2 separate regions of the Pan troglodytes genome follow, and region 1 is linked to region 2. A link is a contact called in public HiChIP or PLAC-seq data. All regions are on one chromosome and are shown on one strand. The core of a region is the stretch at or near the end of the contact, and the rest is flanking DNA. Distances in the headings are between cores, read along the strand shown. Region 1 holds the start of CYFIP1 (cytoplasmic FMR1 interacting protein 1). Region 2 holds the start of NIPA2 (NIPA magnesium transporter 2).

Region 1 (6,104 bases), core at 440-2,939, 140 kb after region 2:
GATCTAGACATCACTTGGAAAACCGCTGGCCACCCGCAGGGAAAAGGCAGCATGCGTGGGGCCCCCGCGGGTCCCGGCCTGGCCGGGACTCTGCCACCAAGCTGTCAAGCATAGCAATGTGCGCACTGCACCAGGCATCACCGCGGCTCCGACCACGCCTCATTCCGGAGTCCGACGGACGACTGCAAGAAACACCACCGCTCCCGGCGCAGCCACGGTGCCCTCCGCCGCCAGAAAACAAACGCTCCCGAGCCTCAGTCCCCAGCGGCGACCACGCGGCGCTGGGCTCAGTCAGCAGCCGCTCCCTGACTGGACTTAATAGCGGAGCTGACACCGTCCAGACGCCCCTCTCAGCTTAAAATACGTTCCATCAACCCCGTTTCCCAATTATTCTTGCACCCTTCTTGTCACACCCACAATGTGCTGCAAATTAAGCTCACGCATTTCAGCCTTAAAATACACAATTCAGATGCTTGTGCGAAACAGTGCTGCCTCCGTAACGATCGCGCCTCCTTAACAAAGCCCAAAACTCCTCTCTCCAAGAATGCCCGGAATGGCTCCGCGGACCAGGCTCCCTCCGGTCCTCACAGGGGCACGAAACAACAACGGGTTCAGATCTTGCTGCGCGACCTTAGTGCAACATTAACAATCTGCCTGCTCCTTACTTTCCAACAAAAACGTCAAACACTAAGGTATTCCTTCGCCACTGGAGCTGTGCCACGTGCCGGGGCGCGGAATCCGGGATCCGGGGGCGCGAGGCGGTGAACGCGGGGGCGGGGAGCTCGGGGCCGAGGCCGAAAGGCCGGGGGCGCAGGGCCCGGGAAGCCAGTGCAGGGAGTGCGGGGACCTGGAGCCCGGGAGGCGCGGGAGCCCGGGGCCGGGACCTGGGGGACGCGGGGACCAGGACGATCCCGGAGGCCGCGCCGCCGGGGAGGCCGCGCCGCCGGGGTTGGGCGGGGAGGAGGGGGCTCCGTCCCGGCCCCGCCGCCGCCCTGGCCGGCCCAGGTTCCGAGGGGGACCCGGACCCCGCGGAGGCCGCAGGGCAGGCGCGGGCGAGCGGGGTTCCTCACCTGCGTCCGCGGCGGCTTGGGGGTCCTGGGCGGGCCCTGGGAGTTTCCTTGGCCGAGTGAGTCACTCGGGCTGGCCGGGAATGCGCCAGGAAACACTCGGCCTCCTCCCCTTCCTCCCGGGGCGGGGGCTCTCCCGGCTCGGCCTCTTCCTCCCGGCGCTCCTCCCTCCCGGCCGCGGCCCCGGCCGCTCCCTCCTCCTGGCGGGGCGTCCCCGGCCGGGCGGCCCCTTTCCCCACGCCAGCCGCCGAAGGTGTCCTCCCAGGCAGAGAGCCCCTGGCTACCTGCCGGCCTGGGTCACCGCAGCCTGCGCGGGACGGCGGGGTCGGGGCGGAGCGGGCGTGGGGTCCTCCTGCGGGTCCGTCCGGCTCGGAGCGCGAAGGAACGGGGTCCGCACCCTGTCCCGGGGCTCCACCGGGTCAGGGCGGGGGGTGGCCTGAGCTGCGGAAGGAGCTCAGGGGGACACCCAGGGCGCCCGTGTGGCGCCGCCCCACTTGGCAGGAGGCGCTCACCTGCGCTCGTCGGGAGGGTTCCAGGCGCGGGTCCCCGCTGCAGGTCGGCGCGCAGAGCCCGCTGGGGACCCCCCCGGCCGGCCCCTGCGGCCCCATTGCCTGCGGGAGCCAGGGACAAATCCGTGCGCAGACCTGCGGGAACGGCGGACGGAAGAAAACCTGATTTGAGCTCGTGCCAAAAAACAATCTTGAAAGGCCCGTGAAGAAACATACCTCACAAGGAAACGCTGAGTGGAGTCAGCTGGTCACAGGCGTGTTTAGGAAAACTGCCCTAAACGCCCCGCTCAGCCGCAGCAACCTCACTCCCCATTCATCTGCGACCCCTGGTTCTTATGGAGAACAGTAAGGATGGGCATCAGATATTCTAGTCTGGTCTCTAGATTATGAAGGTTTGGTTACCCCCGCTTGTGCTCTGCGGTAAGGCAAAAAGCAGCAAATGGATCCTGACCAGCGGATTGAGACAATCTACCAGTTGACTCAATATTCGGAGATCACTTTCTCACATTCCTGCAAAACAGGGGCTTTGGATAACATTCTGGTTCCCAGTCCACACATTTTCAAATCCGCAGATTACTCCTTTTCTGTGCCTAGGGTGGAGTCTCAAAATTAGATTCCAAAGGTTTTTACATTGTAGATGACATGATAGAACCCAAATTCAAGTTATACTGTGATAATTTAAAATATTGTAATCCCGGCCGAGCGCAGTGGCTCACGCCTGTAATCGCAGCATTTTGGGAGTCCGAGGCGGGCGGATCACCTGAGGTCAGGCGTTCGAGACCACACTGGCCAACATGGTGAAGACCCCGTCTCTACTAAAAATACAAAAATTAGTCGGGCATGGTGGTGTGCGCTTGTAATCCCAGCTACTCGGGAGGCCGAGGCAGGAGAATCGCTTGAACCCAGGAAATGGAGGTTGCAGTGAGCCAAGATCGTGTCGCTGCACTCCGGCCTGGGCGACAGAGCAAGACTCCGTCTTAAAATAATAAAATATTGTAATCCCTAGAGCAATTAATAAAAAATAATACAGCTAAAAATCCAAGAAAAGAGATAAAATAGAATACAAAAATATACTTGATCCAAAAGAAAGCAGGAAGGAGCAAAAAGCACATAAGGCAAAGACAAAGAGCAAGCAGTTAGACTTCAACCACATTAGTAATCACATTGAATGTAAATGGACTAAACATGTAATCCGTTTACTAACTGTAAATGGATTAAAACACAGAAATTGTCACATTGGATTAAAAACGAGACCCAAATATATTCTGTTTTAAGAAGACATAATTTTGGCCGGGCACAGTGACTCATGCCTGTAATCCCAGCACTTTCGGAGGCCAACGCGGGTGGATCAACTGAGGTCAGGAGTTCAAGACAAGCCTGACCCACATGGCAAAACCCCGTCTTTACTAAAAATACAAAATTAGCTGGGTGTGGTGGCACATGCCTATAATCCCAGCTACTCAGGAGACTGAGGCAGGAGAATCGCTTGAACCTGGGAGGCAGAGGTTGCAATGAGCTGAGATTGCGCCATTGAACTCCAGCCTAAGCAACAAGAGTGAAACCTGGTCTCAAAAAAAAAAAAAAAAAAAAAAAAAGACATAATTTAAATATAGGACACAAAGAGGCTGAAATTAAAAAGATGCAAAAGGACATGCTAATCAGAAAGGTGGAGTGATTATATTAATATCAAAGTAGAATTCAACTCAAGGGGCACTATCAGTGATAAAAAGGACATTTGATAAAAATAAATGGGTCAATTAAGTATGAAAAAATAGGCCGGGCATGGTGGCTCACGCCTGTAATTCCAACACTTTGGGAGGCTGAGGCGGGCAGGTCATCTGAGGTCAGGAGTTCGAGACCAGCCTGGCTAACATACCCTGTTTCTACCAAAAATACAAAAAATTAGCCAGGTCTGGTGGCACATGCCTGTAATCCCAGCTACTCGGGAGGTTGAGGCAGGAGAATCGCTTCAACCTGGGAGGCGAAGGTTGCAGTAATCCCAGCTACTTGGGAGGCTGAGGCAGGAGAATCACTTGAACCCGGGAGGCAGAGGTTACAGTGAGCCAAGGTCGTGCCATTGCACTCTAGCTTGGGCAACAAGAGTGAAACTCCGTCTCAAAAGAAAAGGAAGAAAAAATAACAACTTTTAGTGCATATATACATCAAATAAGTTTTGAAATATTTAGACAAAGATGGATAGAATCAAAAGAAGAAATAGGCGAATACACACTCATAGAGATTTGAACTTCTCTCTATTAGTAATTGATAGGACAGGCAGACACAAAAAGAAGTAAAGATACAAAAATTTTTTTAAGTAATTAACCTATTATACCTAAATGGCACCTCCACAAAACAGAATACAGAATGCATTGTACGGAATGAAAGATGTTCAGACGCTTTGTACTGAAGACTTCAAGCTGTTACTGACAGGAATTAAAGTTTTCAAATAAACACGTAACATTCACAAAATATACCATATGTTAGGAAGTAAAACAAGTCTCATCAGATTTCAAAGGGTCAAAATTATTTACAGTAGTTCCCACCTCATCTTCTGGGGATAAGCTTCAAGACCCCTGGTGGATGTCTGAAAGGACAGATGTAGCACACTCTACACTGTATAGACTATATATTTTTCTATATATGCAGGCCTATGATAAAGTTTAATTTATAAAGTACACACAGGTCGGTAATCCCAGCATTTTGGGAGGCCAAGGTGGGCGGATTGCTTGAGCTCTGGAGGCAGAGGTTGCAGTGAGCTGAGATTGTGCCACTGCACTCCAGCCTGGGCGATAGAGTGAGACTCACAGAGTGAGATTCCATCTAAAAATAAATAAATAAATAAATTAGACACAGTAAGACATTAACAATAATAAAAATAGAACAATCGTAGTGGTATACTATAATAAAAGTGATGTAGTTCGTCTCTCTCTCAAAATATCTCATTATACTGTACTAGTAGTCCCCCTCCTCTGAGTTCCAGTTACTCATGGTCAACCATAGTCTGAAAATAGGTGAGTATAGTACAGTGCTTATTTAAAAACAACCATTAGGCCAGGTGCGGTGGCTCATGCCTGTAATCCCAGCACTTTGGGAGGCCGAGGCAGTGGATTGCTTGAGCTCAGGGGTTCAAGACCAGCCTGGCCAACAGGACAAAACCCCCTCTCTACAAAATACAAAAATTAGCTGGGCGTAGTAGCCGGTGCCTGTGGTCCCAGCTACCACTGAGGCTGAGGCAGGAGAATCACTTGAACCCGAGAGTTGGAGGTTGTAGTGAGCCGACATCGTGCCACTGCACTCCAGGCTGGGCGACAGAGCATGACCCTGTCTCAAAAAAATAGAATGAAATAAAATAAAATAAAATAAATAACCATTTAAAGCCTCTGGAAATGGGCCTAAGGGCAAACAGCCAATGAAGAATTATCTATAGAAATGAGGCTACTATACAGCAATGGAACAGAATAGTGAAAATTAAGTACACATTATTTGGTCAATTGGTTTTCAATTAAGATGCTAAAGGACTTCCATGGAGAAAGAAAACTCTTTTTTGGCTGGGCACAGTGGCTCACACCTGTAATCCCAGCACTTTGGGAGGCCAAGACGTGCAGATCATCTGAGGTCAGGAGTTCGAGACCAGCCTGGCCAACATGGCGAAACCCTGTCTCTACTGAAAATACCAAAATTAGCTGGGTGTGGTGGCGAGTGCCTGTAATCCCAGCTACCCCGGGGGCTGAGGCAGGAGAATCACTTGAATCCAGGAGACAGAGGTTGCAGTGAGCTGAGATCACGCCACTGCACTCCAACCTGGCAACAGAGAGAGACTCCGTGTTAAAAAAAAATAAAAATAAAAAAATAAAAGAACCTTTTTTAAAAAAATGGTGCTAGAATAACTGCATAACGATGTACAAAAACTGAAACTCAACTTCCTCCCCAACACCATGTACAAAAAGTAACTGGCTGTGTATGGATCATAGACCTAAATTTGAAAGCTAAAGATACAAAGCTTCTAGAAGAAAACATAAGAGAATAATTTTATAACGGTAGAGTAGAGGAAGCCAAGATTTCTCAAAAATGTAGGGTTAGTACCTTTAGGAAAAAAATGATAAATTGATTTGATCGAAATTTAAAACTTCTCATCAAAAGAATGTTAAAAGAGTGAAAAGACATAGACAATATTGCAAGACAATACTGCAATACATATAACAGACAGAGAGTTTGTGTTCAGAATATGTAAAGAACCCAAACAACAATAAAATGACAATGCAGGAAAAATAGGGCAAAAGACTTTAACTCACACTTCAGAAAGAAACCACATTGGAAGTCTTTTATAAAATTCAACATATATATCTCCTATGATGGTAATTCTACTTCTAAGTATTTACCTAATAGAAATACAAATTAATCTCTGCACAAAAACTTGTATAATGAATAGTCTTTTGTTTTTTCTTTTTTGTTTTTTTTGAGATGGAGTTTCACTCTTGTTGCCCAGGCTGGAGTACAATGGCGTGATCTCTGCTCACCACAACCTCCA
Region 2 (5,853 bases), core at 366-2,865:
TGGTCCCCTCCTCCAGCAGGCTAGTCCAGGCATCATAATTTAGGCTGGAACTGCCACATGTTCTTGGCCAAAGCCCAAGGCCAGTACAGATTCAGGAAATAGAGGGGAGCTGCAAAGTCACTGCAAAATGTGTGGGAAATTGGAGCCATTTTTCATCAATCTACCACATCACCTGAGACCAACTTGTCAACCATCTTTCAATATTCAATGGAATTCCTTATCTGAGAGTGTCATCTAGCCAAAACATGGCTGAGACCAAAGAAAGTAATAGATCCTCTGAGCCAGTTCTGAGATGCAAGTAATAGGTCCTCTGAGCCAGTTTTAAGATGATTGCTAGGCTCACGGCAGATTAAAAGCTTTAAAATTAGAAGCTGCATAGTGACCTAAACCAAAACCAGAGTGGTCAGGGGCTGTGTATACAGTCTAGAACACAACAGTCCAATAGGATTAGAGCCTGAAAAGGACAAATGATATTTGGTGTTTTGTTTCAATAAGTGCATAATTCATTTTATAAAGATCCTCACCCCACATGATTTGAATTTCATATAACAGTGTTTTTGTGTCTAGTCGCAACCTGGAACAACATTCCTAAGGGACTCTACACCTGCAACCAAGGAATCATTGATTTACTAGGAGATCTAACTCTAGCTGGCTACTCTTTGCTTCTTACAAATGAGCTCTGTCTTTGACTACTTTTGCAGAAACCACGTTGGTGGATCCCAAGGAATTTCTCCTTTCCAGGAGGAGCCAAGGCAGGATAGCCTAACAGTTAGTTTCCTATACATCTCATGAAAAATAAATCTGCGCTTTGGGAGGCTGAGGCAGGTGAATCACGAGGTCAAGAGATCGAGACCATCCTGGCCAACATGGTGAAACCCTGTCTCTACTAAAAATGCAAAAATTGGCTGGGCGTGGTGGCTCACACCTGTAATCCCAGCACTTTGGGAGGCTGAGGCGGGCGGATCACGAGGTCAGGAGTTCGAAACCAGCCTGGCCAACATGGTGAAACCCCATCTCTACTAAAAATACAAAAATTAGCTGGGCGTGGTGGTGTGCACCTGTAATCCCAGCTACTGGGGAGGCTGAGGCAGGAGAATGGCTTCATTGAACCCAGGAGGCAGAGGTTGCAGTGAGCCGAGATCGTGTCACTGCGCTCCAGCCTGGGTGACAAGCAAGACTCCGTCTTAAAAAAAAAAAAAAAAAATTAGCCGGGTGTGGTGGCGCGCGCCTACAGTCCCAGCTATTCGGGAGGCTGAGGCAGGAGAATCGCTTGAACCGGGGAGGCGGAATTTGCAGTGAGCCGAGATCGTGCCGCTGCACTCCAGTCTGGCGACAGAGCGAGACTCTGTCTCAAAATCAATCATTCAATCAATCTGCTCTCAGTGTCTCGAGGCGGGCTTTCACCAACGTCAACCTCACATCTATTCCGCGACCGGGTCAGTAAGGAAGGGCCCAGCGGTCGTCGAACTACCACAGCTATTTCGGCCCCGCCCCGTCCCGCCCCCAGCTTTGGACCCACCCTTTCCCCCGCCTCTTGCCCTCTTTGGAGCTCTGTTCCCCTTTGGCATCGCCCGGGGACACCAATTAAATGCAGCTTCACACTGTGACTGCCCCTGGGAACCCTCGTTTTATTTTATTTATTTATTTATTTTTGAGAAGGAGTCTCGCTCTGTCGCCCAGGTGGAGTGCAGTGGCTGATCTCGGCTCACTGCAACCTCCGCCTCCCGAGTTCAAGCGATTCCCCTGCCTCAGCCTCTGGAGTAGCTGAGATTACAGGCGCGCACCAACACGTGCAGCTAATTTTTGTATTTTTAGTAGAGATGCGGTTTCCCCATGTTGGTCACGTTGGTCTCGAACTCCTGACCTCGTGATCCGCCCGCCTCGGCCTCCCAAAGTGCTGTGATTACAGGTGTGAGCCACCGCGGCCGGCCGGAACCCTCATTTATTCTATTTTTTTTTGAGACGGAGTCTCGCTCTGTCGCCCAGGCTGGAGTGCAGTGGCGGGATCTCCGCTCACTGCAAGCTCCGCCTCCCGGGTTCGCGCCCTTCTCCTGCCTCAGTGGCCCGAGTAGCTGGGACTACAAGCACCCGCCACCACGCCCGGCTAATTTTTTGTATTTTTAGTAGGGGCGGGGTTTCACCGTGTTAGCCAGGATGGTCTCGATCTCCTGACCTCGGGATCCGCCCGCCTTGGTCTCCCAAAGTGCTGGGATTACAGGCGTGAGCCACAGCGCCGGGCCCGGAATCCTCGTTTTAAATAAGGGCCACGCCGGAGTTTGATTTTGAACTGATCGGCCAACGCCACCTGGCAGCATACTGTACTGCTTAACTACCCTTCCAGCTTCGTCCCTCGCCAGGTCCCGCCTGGATCCTGCGCCCCGCCCCCGTCCCCGCCCCCGTCCCCGCCCCCGTCCCCGCACGCTACGCGCCCCGCCCTCCGCGCTCAGCCGACTGGGGCCTTGTAAAGGAACCGGAACCCGGCGGGAGAGAGCCCCGGGGGCGGGGTGTATGTGGTGCGGCACTGCGCGTGCGCGCGAGGCCTCTTGCGTCATTTAGCCGCGCCTAGGTTTTCCGGCGCCGGCCCTAGGTCCCGGCAGCGGTGGTGACGGCGGTGCCGGAGGTTGTCCTTGGCAGGTTTTCCTCGGCGCTTTTCCATGGAGGAGGCGGTGCGAACGGCTTCAGCCCCGAATGCTCGCATCTCCCACTGGACGGCGACGAAGGCGGTGGCCGTGCGAGCGCAGGACTGGGCGGCCTGTGTGGGGGTGTGAGCCGCGGTGCCCCAGGCTGCGCCGGCGAGGGGAAGCCGCGCGGCCGGCCGGCCGACTAGGGTGAGGTCGCCACTCCTTCCTTTCAGGCAAGCGCGAAGGGGCTGACTTGGTGGCGAGCCAGCCCGCCTTGTGTCGGAGAAGGGTTCTTCGGGCAACTTTCCTTTCCGGGTGTTCTGAAGCGGTTTTCCTGTAATCCTCAGTGAGGAAACCCACCGTGAATCGGATTGCCGTTCAGTCCCACGGAAGCCTGGCTCGTTGGCCATGTCGGGGACGCATGTTCATTAAGTTCATTAAAATAATTTCATTTGTCTTGGTGAGTTTTAGAAGGTGGCTTCAGCTGCTGCGGGGATCCTAACTGACAGTTAAACAAGCCTTAGAAGTCTGCTGTGACGTTTTGAGCCTGGCTGTTTTAATTTCGTTTTATAAAATCACGGAATCCTATTTCCCTCTCTATACAATTGCGCAAAACTGTGTGTTTAGTTTGGTGTTTGTGCCTCCTTAATTTCTTTTCTAGGTTGTTAGTTCATTTAATACAGGACTGCATGTTAAGTTCTGTTTCTAGAAATCCTGTGTATAGCCATGTGCCCGGTTAATACTTTTTTTTGTAAGAGGAAATATCAGAGTCGAGAGTTTCCATTCCAGTAAGCTGCCTGTCGAAGCAGTAGTTGTGCTCGATTGAGTAGGTTTTATGTTGATTGGTTGGCAAAATGAGTATGAAGGCTAGTAACCAAATTATAAAACGTACTTAGTAACTTTAAGTCTTTTGCCTACTTCTGTGTTTTCTTCTTTCTAGGCTGGAGCTACTCGGCCAGGGTTTAAGACTTTAAATGAGAATAAAGGGTGGTATTTACGAGGAAATGAGAGTGAATAAGTCATCTCTAACCTCTCCCAGCCTTTTTTTCATAAGAGAGACCATATTAAACTTACATGTAAGTTAAAATTGTAATTTATAACTAATATTGTTGCATAGTTAGGGTTGGAGATTTAGGTTCTGTATAAGTACAGTACTGCTTTGAAAAATTATTAGCCAAGTGAGAGGTTGGAAAAAATTAAATCTAACATGTATTTAATTTTTCTGAGCCAAGGTCTTGCTCTGTCCCCAGGCTAGACGGTGCAATCTGGGCTCACTGCAACTTCCGCCTCCCGGGCTCAAGTGCTCCTCCCACCTCAGCCTCCCCAGCAGCTGGGACCACAGACGTGCGGCACCATGCCTGGCTAATTTTTGTATTTTTTTTAGAACCGGGGTTTCACCATGTTACACCGGCTGGTCTCCTAATCCTGGACTTAAGCGATCCAACCACCTTGGCCTCCAAAGTGCGGGGATTACAGGTGTGAGCCACCGAGCTGGGCCTAAGCTAACTTAGATAGCAGTGGAAACCAGGTAGTAAAGATTTCGTAGAAAACTAAGAGCTCTATATATAGTTTTTTTGTTTTTTTTTTTTTGTTTTTTTTTTTTTTTTTTTTTTTGAGATGGAATCTTGCTCTGTCACTCGGGCTGGAGTGCAGTGGCACGATCTCTGCTCACTGCAACCTCCGCCTCCTGGGTTCAAGCGGTTCTCCTGCCTCAGCCTCCGGAGTAGCTGGGATTACAGGCGCCGGCGACCACGCCCAGCTAATTTTTGTATTTTTAGTAGAGACGGGGGTTTCACCTTGTTGGCCAGGCTGGTCTCTAACTCCTGACCTCAGGTGATCCGCCCTCCTCGACCCCCCAAATTGCTGGGATTACAGGCGTGAGCCACCGCGCCCGACCTAAGAGCTCTAAAGTGTTAATGTAATGTGGGCAGCCGGGTGTAGAAGTAAAGTCCCTTTCTATGTGGTCCTCTGCATGTGACTCTTTTTTACCCCTGGGAGGTTTCCTTAGCTGTAAAGTGATACCTTCATCTTATTGCGTAGAAGAGAAATGAGTAGAAATGATGCATGGAATAGTGCCTAGGGAGGTGTTCAGTAAGTGGTAGCTATTGTTAGGGAGAGATAATAAAAAGAATTTCACATGTTTTCAGAATGTTTTTAATAGGTAAATATGGTTTACTCATATTTAAAACACATGACTTTGAATATTACATTTTTTTCATAGATGGTGTAAGCTTCATTTAAACTCTGATTTATTTGATTGCTATACATTGTGATATTGAACAGAAAGATAAGACTTCTGCAGAGAATAAAAGGTGGGGTGGGGGTGGGAGAGGAAATGGGAGATTTAGGTCACAGGATACAAAGTAGCAGATATTCAGGATGTACAACTTGAGAACTACAGCTAATGAAATTGTATTAGAGATTTTCCTTCAATGAGTAGATTTTAGCTGCTTTTGTCATAAAAAAGTAACTACATGAGATGATAGATATGTTGATTTGCTCTACTGTGGTAACTGTGTTAGTATCTGTATGTTTCCCATAACATAAATCTCAAATATACACAATTTGCAAAGATTTATCTGTGTTGTAGAATTAAATACACCCCTCAGACTAGATTAGAGCATGCTTAAACATTTCTGCATATCTATTTGTTTTATGTAAATGAAGTTGAAACAGAACTACTTAAATAGTTCTGTAATGGCTCCAGATGAAAATAAATTATGATCTGGCCAAATAAATGGGTTGCAGATCTGTTCCTTGCCTTTTGGGTTTGTGTATGGCCCATAGGGTCCCACGTGATCTGACGCTCACCTTTTTTTTTCTTCTGAGATGCAGTTTTGCTCTTGTTGCCCAGGCTAGAGTGCAGCTGTGCGATCTCGGCTCACTGCAACCTCCGCCCTCCAGTTTCTAGCAATTCTCCTGCCTCAGCCTCCCGAGTAGCTGGGATTACAGGCGCCCGCCACCATGCCTGGCTGATTTTTGTATTTTTAGTAGAGTCGGGGTTTCACCATGTTGGTCAGGCTGGTCTCGAACTCCTGACCTCATGATCCACCCGCCTCGACCTCCCAAAGTGCTGGGATTATAGGCGTGAGCCACCGCGCCCGGCCGGACACTTGCTTTTTCACGCTAATGTATCTCACCTTCCCTCACTCAAGGTCAGCCACAGTGGCCTTTGTTTAGGAAACTGCACACCCGCTCATACCTCAGAGCCCCTGCACTTGCTTCTCTCTCC

What was found. HiChIP or PLAC-seq counts read pairs in DNA pulled down with a chosen protein or histone mark.
Region 1: a contact with region 2 is called in an H3K4me3 HiChIP or PLAC-seq map of stem cell-derived excitatory neurons, with 4 times the contacts expected there. The contact joins the promoter of CYFIP1 here to the promoter of NIPA2 in region 2. A contact is called at or near these places in 1 of 7 Hi-C or Micro-C datasets (stem cell-derived neural progenitor cells) and 1 of 1 datasets of contacts at active chromatin or transcription factors (stem cell-derived excitatory neurons).

The regions. Positions count from the first base shown.
Region 1 is chr16:12,230,459-12,236,562 of NHGRI_mPanTro3-v2.0_pri, forward strand. CYFIP1 (cytoplasmic FMR1 interacting protein 1) reads right to left here and starts at 1,690. Exons shown (of 31, transcript XM_016927743.2): 1 at 1,580-1,690. The coding sequence starts at 1,675.
Region 2 is chr16:12,087,624-12,093,476 of NHGRI_mPanTro3-v2.0_pri, forward strand. It overlaps NIPA2 (NIPA magnesium transporter 2), which reads left to right and starts at 1,616. Exons shown (of 8, transcript XM_016927745.4): 1 at 1,616-2,828; 2 at 3,562-3,697.